Linked DNA regions of Mus musculus: region 1 is linked to region 2. Evidence: chromatin contacts called from public Hi-C data. All regions are on one chromosome and are shown on one strand. Each heading gives the region's core, a stretch centred on a gene start, on an enhancer-like site or on the middle of the called end of the contact. The rest is flanking DNA. Distances are from core to core; before and after follow the strand shown. Region 1 holds the start of Hif1a (hypoxia inducible factor 1, alpha subunit). Region 2 has its middle 40 kb from the start of Hif1a.

What was found. A called contact is a pair of places that touch in the nucleus more often than the background predicts.
Region 1: a contact with region 2 is called in a Hi-C map of liver, with 5 times the contacts expected there. The contact joins the promoter of Hif1a here to the enhancer-like site in region 2. A contact is called at or near these places in 7 of 39 promoter capture datasets (the 3T3-L1 cell line, 3T3-L1-derived adipocytes, embryonic stem cells and 3 more), 10 of 484 Hi-C or Micro-C datasets (Sertoli cells, brain, cerebellar granule neurons and 4 more), 4 of 115 datasets of contacts at active chromatin or transcription factors (the SCID.adh cell line, bone marrow-derived dendritic cells, embryonic stem cells and 1 more) and 3 of 9 other capture datasets (adipose tissue, liver and pancreatic islet).

What each region holds. Positions count from the first base shown.
Region 1 is chr12:73,905,428-73,910,554 of GRCm38.p6, forward strand. Hif1a (hypoxia inducible factor 1, alpha subunit) reads left to right here and starts at 2,440. Exons shown (of 15, transcript NM_010431.2): 1 at 2,440-2,897. The coding sequence starts at 2,863.
Region 2 is chr12:73,865,616-73,870,757 of GRCm38.p6, forward strand. No RefSeq gene overlaps it. Among named protein-coding and RNA genes, the nearest start is that of Hif1a, 40 kb to the right of the region's middle. Within about 2 kb of position 2,311, at least 13 of the 459 cell types and tissues checked have an H3K27ac peak or open chromatin away from gene starts, as enhancers often do. A contact at or near this core is called in hepatocytes and liver, where this site is marked.

The DNA.
Region 1 (5,127 bases), core at 1,190-3,689, 40 kb after region 2:
GATCTGTTAGCAGGATTATCAGAATTAGGAGATAGTATTTGGCACTTTTGTATCTTAACTACTTGGTTAAATATTACTGTTCTCCATGGTGGTATCTATTTATGGCCATGCACAAAATATGATAAATTGTAAATTTTTACAAAGGGAAACGGAAGCTTGAGGAAATTGTAATACATATTCAAAAAATCTTGTCCACTGAATTATCATTCTGTTTAAACTTTCCAAAATGCTTTAAAAAAAAAAACCTTTAAGTGAGTTGGACCTGCTATTACGCAAAGCTCATATTTTTATTCCAAGAACATTATATTCTACAGCTGTGATCCCTGACCAGCGAGAACTGCTTAAGTTATAAGACAAGAACAATTGGTGCTTTCAGTAACTGCCCTCATTTATGGAGATGCAAACATTCTGGGAAGTTACAATGTCGGGAAAAAAGGGAGTCTGTAAGCATTCACACTAACACCACTGGCACTTAAACAGTTGAAACTGGTCAGTCTACAGAGGCATGACCAACTGCCACTAGCATGAATTTGGGGATAACAAGAACAATACTCCACAGCATTTAATGATGGCTTCCTATTGCCCTATGTGGTTTCAAGTGATTTTTCTGTTTTATAACCATCAGTAGTGCTGCAGCGTAAGTACCATCTTCTCCATTTTACAGATGAATAAACTGAGGCACAGAGAGGTTAAATGACTGGCACTGGTGCTTACAACCGAGCTCACTCTGAATTCTGCAGCCATTGTTCTTAACACTGTACTTTCAGGGTGTTACACTACATATGTGTAATATATATATATGTATATATATATACACACAAATATATGTATATATATACACACATATACATATATATATGTATGTATGTATATGTATATATATTTCCATGATTAAAAACAAAACAAAATGAAAAACAAGTAATTAGTTTTGGTCTTTTACTCTTTTTATATATACCCTGTAGCTCTTTCAGAGGTATGTTCTAGATTTCAAACAAAAATAGTGCTCAAATCTATTTATATAGTCCTAACTTCTTTTTTGAAGCCAGGGCCTTGTGCATGCTAGACCACTCCTCTACTACCGAGCTAAATCTCCAGCTGTAATCATATCTTTATGAGTATTGAGTTGCTTCATGCATTGTTTATTGTCTTATTAGACCTGGACATTATGTGTATTTCTAGAGGGCATTGTTTTTGGATTTGAATGCAATTTAAATGTACCATAGATATCTACATTATTATACAACCCAAAGTTAGATTGTAACAATGTACTAACAAGGCAAAGAAGAGATACTAAACAGTCTAGTGTCAGGTCAGTTTCAGAGACCCCAGATTCAGACTCAGTTGTGTCTATAACACGTGTGTGTGTGTGTGTGTGTGTGTGTGTGTGTGTGTGTACACACACGGGCACGAAGTGTTCCTTTGTTGGGCTTGGAATACTTTTAAAACAAACACACACCATACCCACAGACCTAACATTTATGCTTCCAAAGACCGACTAAAAATGATGGCTTTAATCCATAGCTCCCAGCATAGCCGGTGAGCAGTCCTGTCAAGGTCTGTAGGTTGAAGGACTTGTTCTTCTTTCAGTCTAAACAGTGAACTAAACTCAGTCTGAAACAATTCTTGCACCTTTTCTGCATCCATTTAAGATGATCTTTGTCAGTTTTTAAAGCAACATGAAAGCAAAATAAGTCTATTCAATGCCTTTTCCTGTCTTGTCAAATTCAGGCTTGTGCTCTCACTTATTGAAGCTGTTGTTTATTTGTAAATGCTTAAGATAGTTTATTTTTAAATGGCCCTGCAACTTCCCTCCCCTTGAGAGGTTTGGCAAGACGGATTTGTTTTATATTTTTATCTGCATTTGCTCAGTAGTCAAACTTTGGCCCAGAAAATCTTAATCACTTGGAGACTTCCCTTGTTGTGTAGCAAAGAGCGGAGACTGGAGACTGAGTGGTGTCGGTCACCTGGGAAGGAGGGACCCCACTCTAACATCAGGGGGGCTGGCTGCCAGAACGCAAAGTTGGCTTTTTTTTTTTCAACTGGAAACTCGGGCGGGATGGGCGGCGACCGGGTCCAGCCACGCAGCTAAGGAGTAAGCGAGCCTCAGAGAACTCTATAGAGAGCCGGGGCGGTGCGAGCCAGGCTCGGACCCAAGCTTGGCAGCCCACTCGCTCCAGCAGCGCCTCCCAAAGCCAGACGCAGCTTTCCATTGAAGGTGCAGAGACCCCCCCACCCCCAGACCTGGGCTCAGCCGCACCCGTCGCTCGCCCCTTTTTCTTCCCTCCCTAGCTGCACACAGACAAGCACGTGAGCGGGGCAGCTCGTCCCAGCTGGGGCTCAGCTGACCTCCTCCTGATTGGCTGAGAGCAACGTGGGCTGGGGTGGGGCCTGGCCGCCTGCGTCCTTCACCATTGGCTCTCCGGGAACCCGCCTCCGCTCAGGTGAGGCGGGCCCGCGGGCGCGCGCGTTGGGTGCTGAGCGGGCGCGCGCACCCCTCGGCTTTTCCCTCCCCTCGCCGCGCGCCCGAGCGCGCCTCCGCCCTTGCCCGCCCCCTGCCGCTGCTTCAGCGCCTCAGTGCACAGAGCCTCCTCGGCTGAGGGGACGCGAGGACTGTCCTCGCCGCCGTCGCGGGCAGTGTCTAGCCAGGCCTTGACAAGCTAGCCGGAGGAGCGCCTAGGAACCCGAGCCGGAGCTCAGCGAGCGCAGCCTGCAGCTCCCGCCTCGCCGTCCCGGGGGGCGTCCCGCCTCCCACCCCGCCTCTGGACTTGTCTCTTTCTCCGCGCGCGCGGACAGAGCCGGCGTTTAGGCCCGAGCGAGCCCGGGGGCCGCCGGCCGGGAAGACAACGCGGGCACCGATTCGCCATGGAGGGCGCCGGCGGCGAGAACGAGAAGAAAAAGTAAGCCGGGCCGCCGCGTTCCGTGGACTGGCTTTTTTTTTTTTTTTTTTTTTGTCTCCGCTCCCCTTCCGTCCCCCCCAGCCTCACGCGCCGGGCTCCCCCGCGGTCCACGTCGCCATCTTGGCGCTGGGGGTGGGAGTCGCGGGCCCTGCGCTCGGCGGGGCTGGGGTCTCCGCCCCGGACACCCGCCCCGCGCCGTCGCAGCCCAGCCTGCCCCGCGCGCCCATCCGGCCGAGCCGGCCAGGGCCGAGTACGCCTCTAGCTCCCGCGCCTTCCCTCCCCGTCCTCCGCGTTAGCCGCGAGCAGCGGGCCCCGGGCGGACCCTGTGCGCGCTGCCAGCTTCCTGGGGTCGAGGCCCTCCGAGGCCGACCCGGGGCTCCCCCGAGCCGCCTCGCTGCGCCGCGGCCGCCGTTGCCTTTGTAGGTTAGGGAGTTTCTTCTGGGGGCCCGAAGACGCTAACTTTCTAGTTTGCACGTGCGGGTTTGGTTGTAATCTGGAAAAACTTGCCTCCATCAGAGTAACGGGAATTTAGGAAAATGGCATCATTGTAAACAACTTCCAATTTCTACAAACTTGTGTTTGCATCACCTGTCAGGAGAGCCCAGACGTTATGTATCAATATGTGGCTGCCTCGTTCACTCCTGAAAATAACTTACGGATAGTTTTGGTTAAATTTAGGCCGGTAATTTCATGGAGTGGGGGCTATATATGATGAAAGCCGTCGGTTAAAATACTGAAAATTTATTGGAACACCTGAAAAGAATTGTTTCCAAAAACCATACATCTGAAGTGTGAAATCTTCCATGAGAATTCAGTGTAAGTTTATGAAACATCTTGTGGTTTGAGTCTAAGGAGAACATTTTAGAATTGAGTACAGCTAGTGGTGGTAAGATCGACCCCTGCCGCCAGCACACAATTTTGTCTACTTCGATATTTTAACCTTGAGAAAATCAGTTTAAGGAGTTGAAGGTTTGTAGTAAGAGCTGTGGTTACAAGGCTGGCTTAATTTGCTGTTAAGTCCTTCTAGTCTTCTGGAAGAGATTAATTCCCCTTATCCATATCAGCAGAAGAGATAAACTTACTCATTTTCCTGCTGTTCTGGACACCCCTTCCTTGTCTTGGTCTTTATTCCATAAAAGGTCCAGGTCTTAGTTTGTGTGCACCCAAAGGAAGCACTTTGGAAATGTTTTAAAGTGTTCATGCAAGTCTAGACTTAACTCCACGAGTTACCAGAATTAGTTGCAATTAATTTTGCAGAACTGACTACAATGCTTTTGATGAAATGATGGGCTGCTATTCTCTAAACCTTAGGCAGATTGCCATTGTGTACTCACTGTCCTTATTAAATGCTAAATTATATTAATACACTACACCAAGTTATACACCAATCACTTCTCTTTCTTATACGCTGATTTTTTTTTAATTTAAATCAAAAGTAGTTTCATAATGGATAAGTAAGCTAGTTGTGTATCGGGCCCAGTTCTAAATGGTTTTTAGGCTTTCCTCAGAGCCATCTGTTAATTTTTTTCTCATTTGAGATGTTAGCAGCTTTAGATCAGATGGGATTATATTTCTTAATATAGAGGTTCTTAATATCACTAAAAGATAATAAACATGAGTGATGGGCCACTCAACAACACTTATAGGTGCCATTTATTAAATATGTCTTTTTGTAATCACAATTTCATTGAAAGATTGAGAAGTAAAAACTTTCTTTCTCCAATTATTCCACCTTAAATGAGCCTCCAAAGTGAACCTGGGGGAAAGGATTTGGCTTTTTTAAATAGAGAGTATAGAAAACTCAAACCTTGAAGATTTGGAAGAAAGCAGAACAGAAAATGCATAATAGATTTAATAGGAGGTATGTGCTGTTGACTCTTAGCTGTTAGGGCTAAGCGTGATTGACCTAGTATGTGTATGGACTCTTAGATTGCAGAAGAATGTCAAGCTCGTTTTGTTCCTAGCTGAACTTTTCGAAGCCCCCCCCCCCCCAAAAAATTGAGCCACTAAAGTAAAATCTCTTAAAGACATTTCTTAATTTCACCTTTTAGTTTTGATCACTAAAAATCAAGAAATTCATTTATTAATAAAATTAAGCTGTCCCCCTTGTTTGAGGAATCAGTAGTCTACTGACTTAGAGGGTAGGAATTCAGGAGCAGATGATACCCACAAATTGGAGTCTCAAGCCTTTCCACTTGTGATGGTTGGCAAGTTACTGAATACTTGTGGA
Region 2 (5,142 bases), core at 1,061-3,560:
GCTGGCAGTGCTGGTTTTAAGGCTACTTTACTGAGGAATGATTGACATGTGAAAAAGCTATGCGAGCTTAAGCTTCACAACTTGCTAAGTTGAGAGATAAGTGTGCAACGTGCTAAAATGTATGTTTGAATGAATGAGCTCCTGCAGAAACTGGAAGAGGAGCGAACTAGGGAAGAATTCCAACGGCCAAGTTCCTATAGGGCTTTCCATCTGGGGAAGCTTTAATTGCATATCTTCTCTGTGCAGTTGCTTGTTTTGCTCCTTAGAGTGACTTAGACTAAGTCTCTCATCCTCTGTATAAACATGTCTTTCAAATGCTCTCAACAGAACTCTGTGGTCCCTGCAGAGCCTTCTCCAGTTAAATCTCTTCATGTCCTTTAACCTTAAGGCCTTGTTTCCGTCCTATCTCAGAACTCCTCCTCCTTGCATCTAGTCTCTCAACAGATACCTGTGAGCATCTGCCACTGAGTATGCTGCACAAAGGTCGTGTGTTTGAAACAAAAAGCACAGACAACACTATCCTTTCAATTTGCAAATGTTTTTCTGAAATTGTTAAAGTTAACAGGTCCCAGAGCTGAGACCAGTTGTCCCTTGCTGATTATTTTCGAGGCTTTTCTTCTAATCACTGTTATAAAGTACTGGGCAGGATCCAATATTCATTGTTTGTACAAATATGGCCATGGATTTAGTGCTTTTTTTTTCTTTAAAAAAAAAAAGATTTTAGATAGAAAAAGGTGCCGGATCTAGAACTAGAGTTACATATGTTTGTGAGTCACCACGTAGGTACCAGGAACCAAGCCTGGGTCCTCTGCAAGAGCAACAAGCGCTCTTAACCACTGAGTCGTCTCTCTAGGCTCATACTGTGATTTTATTTTGTGGTACTAAAGCATTAATGCAATTGGAGTATGTACAGTGTATCTCCTGAAGACTTCCAGCTTCTGCAAAGATAATGCATGATATGCTAACTGAAACTTGGTGACCAGAAGTAAACCTGTGCAACCCACCGGGGGTGGGTATTTGGTGGGGGTATCTATGAAAAGCAGGTGCTCTATGAAGCCAGGAGCTGTAACCGGCTTCTTGGGGGCTCAGGTTAAATTGTGTATTCAGTAAAGCACACCACGATTATTTAAGTGGTGAACCCAGAATTTTCTTTTCTCGTTTTTCTTTTTCTATAATTATATATATATATTTTCTCTTTTTAATAATGAAGTAAACCCACAACGAAATGAAGGGACACCAACCTAACTAATAGGAGGAGTTCTTTCATTATAAATGTCTTTCTAATTTATTTATTCACTAAGGCAATCTCCTGGGCTTTAGGAATGACATTCTTCCTTAAGGGAACACAGATGTTCGCCTTAAAATTCTCTATTTGTGACATTTCAATATTGCTATTCTCGTTTTTTTTTCCTAATGAAATTATAAGAAAACAAAATCCGCGTGTCCCACAGCGTTTTGGCTGGGATTCAAAACCTTTCTGTTAAAATGAAACAGCATGCTCTGCAGATCCGACTGCAGAGGCCCTGAGCATGCTCAGCAGCAGTTGTCTGTGATTCAAAGGAAGAAATAAGCCACAGAGAGATGTGTGAGGAAAGACAAGTGGAGGACTTTTTTTTTTTTTTTTTTAAGTTCCAAGGAATCTGCTTGTGTCATGGCCAAGTCTGGGTCCAGCTGCTGCTTTTAGATAGAAATTTAAAACTTCATACCTCACTTACATTTCAATTTCATTTTACTTTTCGATACAAGGACTTGCTGTGGAACCCTGGATGGCCTCAATGAGCTAACTCTCCCAGCTGAGCCTTCTAAGTGTTTGCATGACAGGTGGGCCCTTGGTGTTCATTGAAAGTGGCACATTTATTCGACCTGCATTAAGCACAGTTCATGTAAACAGATCAAGATTGCTTGCGTTTGTACATCCTTAAATGGGTTAAAGATAGGCAATATTTGGCATAGGAGCCAATAGACAATGATTAGCCAACAGGCTAGGATTAAAAAAAAATGTTTAGAAAGGCATGGGTAAACATACTGAGTGTGCACAGGTGAAAACTGGCCCCAGATTTACCAAACCTTACACTTTAACTGGAAACATCTGATCAGTCAGTCAGCTCTCCTGCTTAATACATATTTTTAGTTTGTTTTGTTTTGTGAGCTTCTGTTTGTTTGTTTAGAGGACAGTGTCACCAGGTATAGTCAAGACTGGTCTCAGCTTTGTGATTCTCTGTTCTGGAAATACAGGTATGTACTAGACAGCTGGGTTTATACAATCTGTGGTTTGGTTTTGTTGAGGACCGGGTCATGCTCTATAGCCCAGACTGACCTTGACTTCCTGGTGACATCAGCCTCCCAAGGCCTAGTGTGCTCAGCTGGGTTTTCTGTTCTGCCATGTTAGCCAAACACTGGGCTTTGGTAAAAATGAATGCTTTAAGTGAGCGGAGGAACAAATAAATGCTGTGTCTCTTGGTTGTTTTCTCGTAAAGGTCTGTGTCACTAAATGTTTATGCAGTCTGACACCCACAGTCACCAGGAAGACATGGCCCACCCACCCTGATTAGCACTGTAAACCAAATGCTGCATGGAGCTGCTTGGTGGCATTCTCTCACCACTAACATTTAGTGAAATAGTTTACCTTATAAAGATATTTTTATCTTTAAATTTTATCATGACTAAAGTATGACTTTATTGTTAGTGCTTTTCGAACTCTGCTGTGGCCCCGATCAACAGAGGTGATTCATTTTGATGACCTGGAGTCTTTGCAAGGCATTTTTGAAAATCTGATGGTCTTCGATGATAGCTATAGTCACGTCTCACACATACGGTTAGCCAAAGCCAAATGGATTGCAGTGTGTGTGTGTGTGTGTGTGTGTGTGTGTGTGTGTGAAGCAATGTGGACTTCTGGGGGTTGCTGCTTATTTTATTGTGACAGTATTAGCCTTTGCCTGTCAGTGCATTCTACAGGACTTACCCTCTTCCACTGTTTGAATGACCAACTGATCTTAGGACACCAACTTTGACCACAGAAAAGAAACCCTAGTATGTCCTGCATTAAATCTTTTCTTGAAGTCTTCCCAGTTGCTGCCAGCATGTTGAGTGACCGCCAGCGTCTGATTAACCTTCATAGATCAGCTCCCAGTGTTGTGTAACACACTTAAAAACACAAGAGCTAATAATGCATGATGTCACAGAGACAAAAACACTACAGGCAAAAACTAGCATAAAGCAGATAAGCATTCTCTGGCTGAGCTACAGAATGTGAAAATGTCTTAAAATAATTGAACCTCGCTCCAGAAACACTCTGTACCTGAGGAGAACTGCCCAAACTTGTTTGTGAACAATTCCATTTTATGTCTGTAGACTTTAATACACTAATTCATGTTCTTACAGTTCAATTCATGGTTCATAAATTATTTCGGTGCTTAGACCATTCATTGATCTAAGAGAGTTAAGAGTGTTACTGTTAAAATCAAGTCTTAAAGGTGAGAAAAAAAATCTATTTCTGATCATGGTTATGGGATCAACCTATTTGATTAAAAGCACTTTCTACTCTCCTATGTATATGCACAAAATTACCAGAGCCTCTCCTAAACTTACTGGCAGAGTTAATTGTTTGGGTATCAATGAGGACCACTTGATGGATTAGATGGCAGGAATGTGGGGATGGGTTGGGTGTAACCTCAGCTCTAGTAGAGGAAGCATAGGCATAGAAATTGACAAGGTCACAATTCTAACCTTGACCAAGCTTTCCAACAGAGGCATCACTTGGTCAAAGGAGGATACCCCTCTAGACACCCTTGGCTCTCCTCAGCATGGAGAGTGTCTTAATTAGGGTTTGCTGCTGTGAACAGAAACCATGACCAAGACAAATCTTAGAAGAACAGCATTTAATTGGGGCTGGCTTACAGGTTCAGAGATTCCATCCATGATCATCAAGGCAGGAACATGGCAACATCCAGATAAGCAGATGGTGCAGGAGAAGCTGAGAGTTCTACATCTTCATCTGAAGGCTGCTAGCAGAATACTTGCTCCCAGGCAGCTGAGATGAGGGTATTAAAGCTCACACCCACAAGGCCACACCTACTCCAACAAGGCATACCTCCCAACAGTGTCATTCCCTGGGTCAAGCATATATAAACCATCACAGAGAGGTAGGTTTGGATAGCTGCTATTTAGCACCTACTTTTGTATGTGAAAGGATTTAGACACTTTTCCAGAGTGAGGCCATGGGTTTAGGGTCAAAGCTAAGCTTCTCCATTCAACAGCAGTGTTACTGAGACAGTGTGTATAGAAACATGAAGTGATTATTGTTACATAAGACATATTTATGTACTAAAACCTGGATGGAGGGTGGGCTATAAGGACAGGCTGCCTGATTTTGAGGTGCTGTATGTACCAGCAAAATACAACAGATACACTAAGTATGTAACACATACATGTATCACATGTAAAACAGCTATCTTATTTGAGAATCTGAAAGCCCACACACATGCAAAATAAAAAATCTACTACACATAACTGTTATAATATTCAATGTTCAGCAAGTGAGTGGATAAAGAAACTGATATATTCAGATGATAAGACTTCATTTAATGATATTAAAAATGAGCAACCAGGTTACAAAGAGACACTAGTATTAAATGACAAATAGAGCCAAACGAAAGAGGCCAGTCAGAAAGGCCTCATATTTTTTTATTTTTACTATAAGATATTCTGGAAACGGCAAAACTACAGAGGTGGTAAAAATGTCAGGGGTTTCCCAGAGCCCAGGAAGAGGGGAGGGACATTAAATAGAGAATTTCTTAAGGCCGTGAAGCTGTTCTATATGGTGCTGTGAATGTGCGTAACTGATATTGTACGTGTGTCAAAATCCATAGGATATTATAGTATCGGTAGTAACCATATAATGTGCAAATCTAAACCTTGCGGGAAGTTGAGAGCTCCTAAGAGGGAAGGCAGGAAGTGACAATACTGTCTAATTACATGAAGATGAAAGAAACAGCGTCACTAAAAGGGATGGAGATAGAGTTGGGAAAGGGTAAAGCCAAAAAAAAATAGATATAGACTGTATTAATGGGCATTTCCTCATTCTGTCAGTGAGAGAACCCAGAAAGCAACGACACCCCAGCAAGAAGGGAGTTTTGGTTCTTA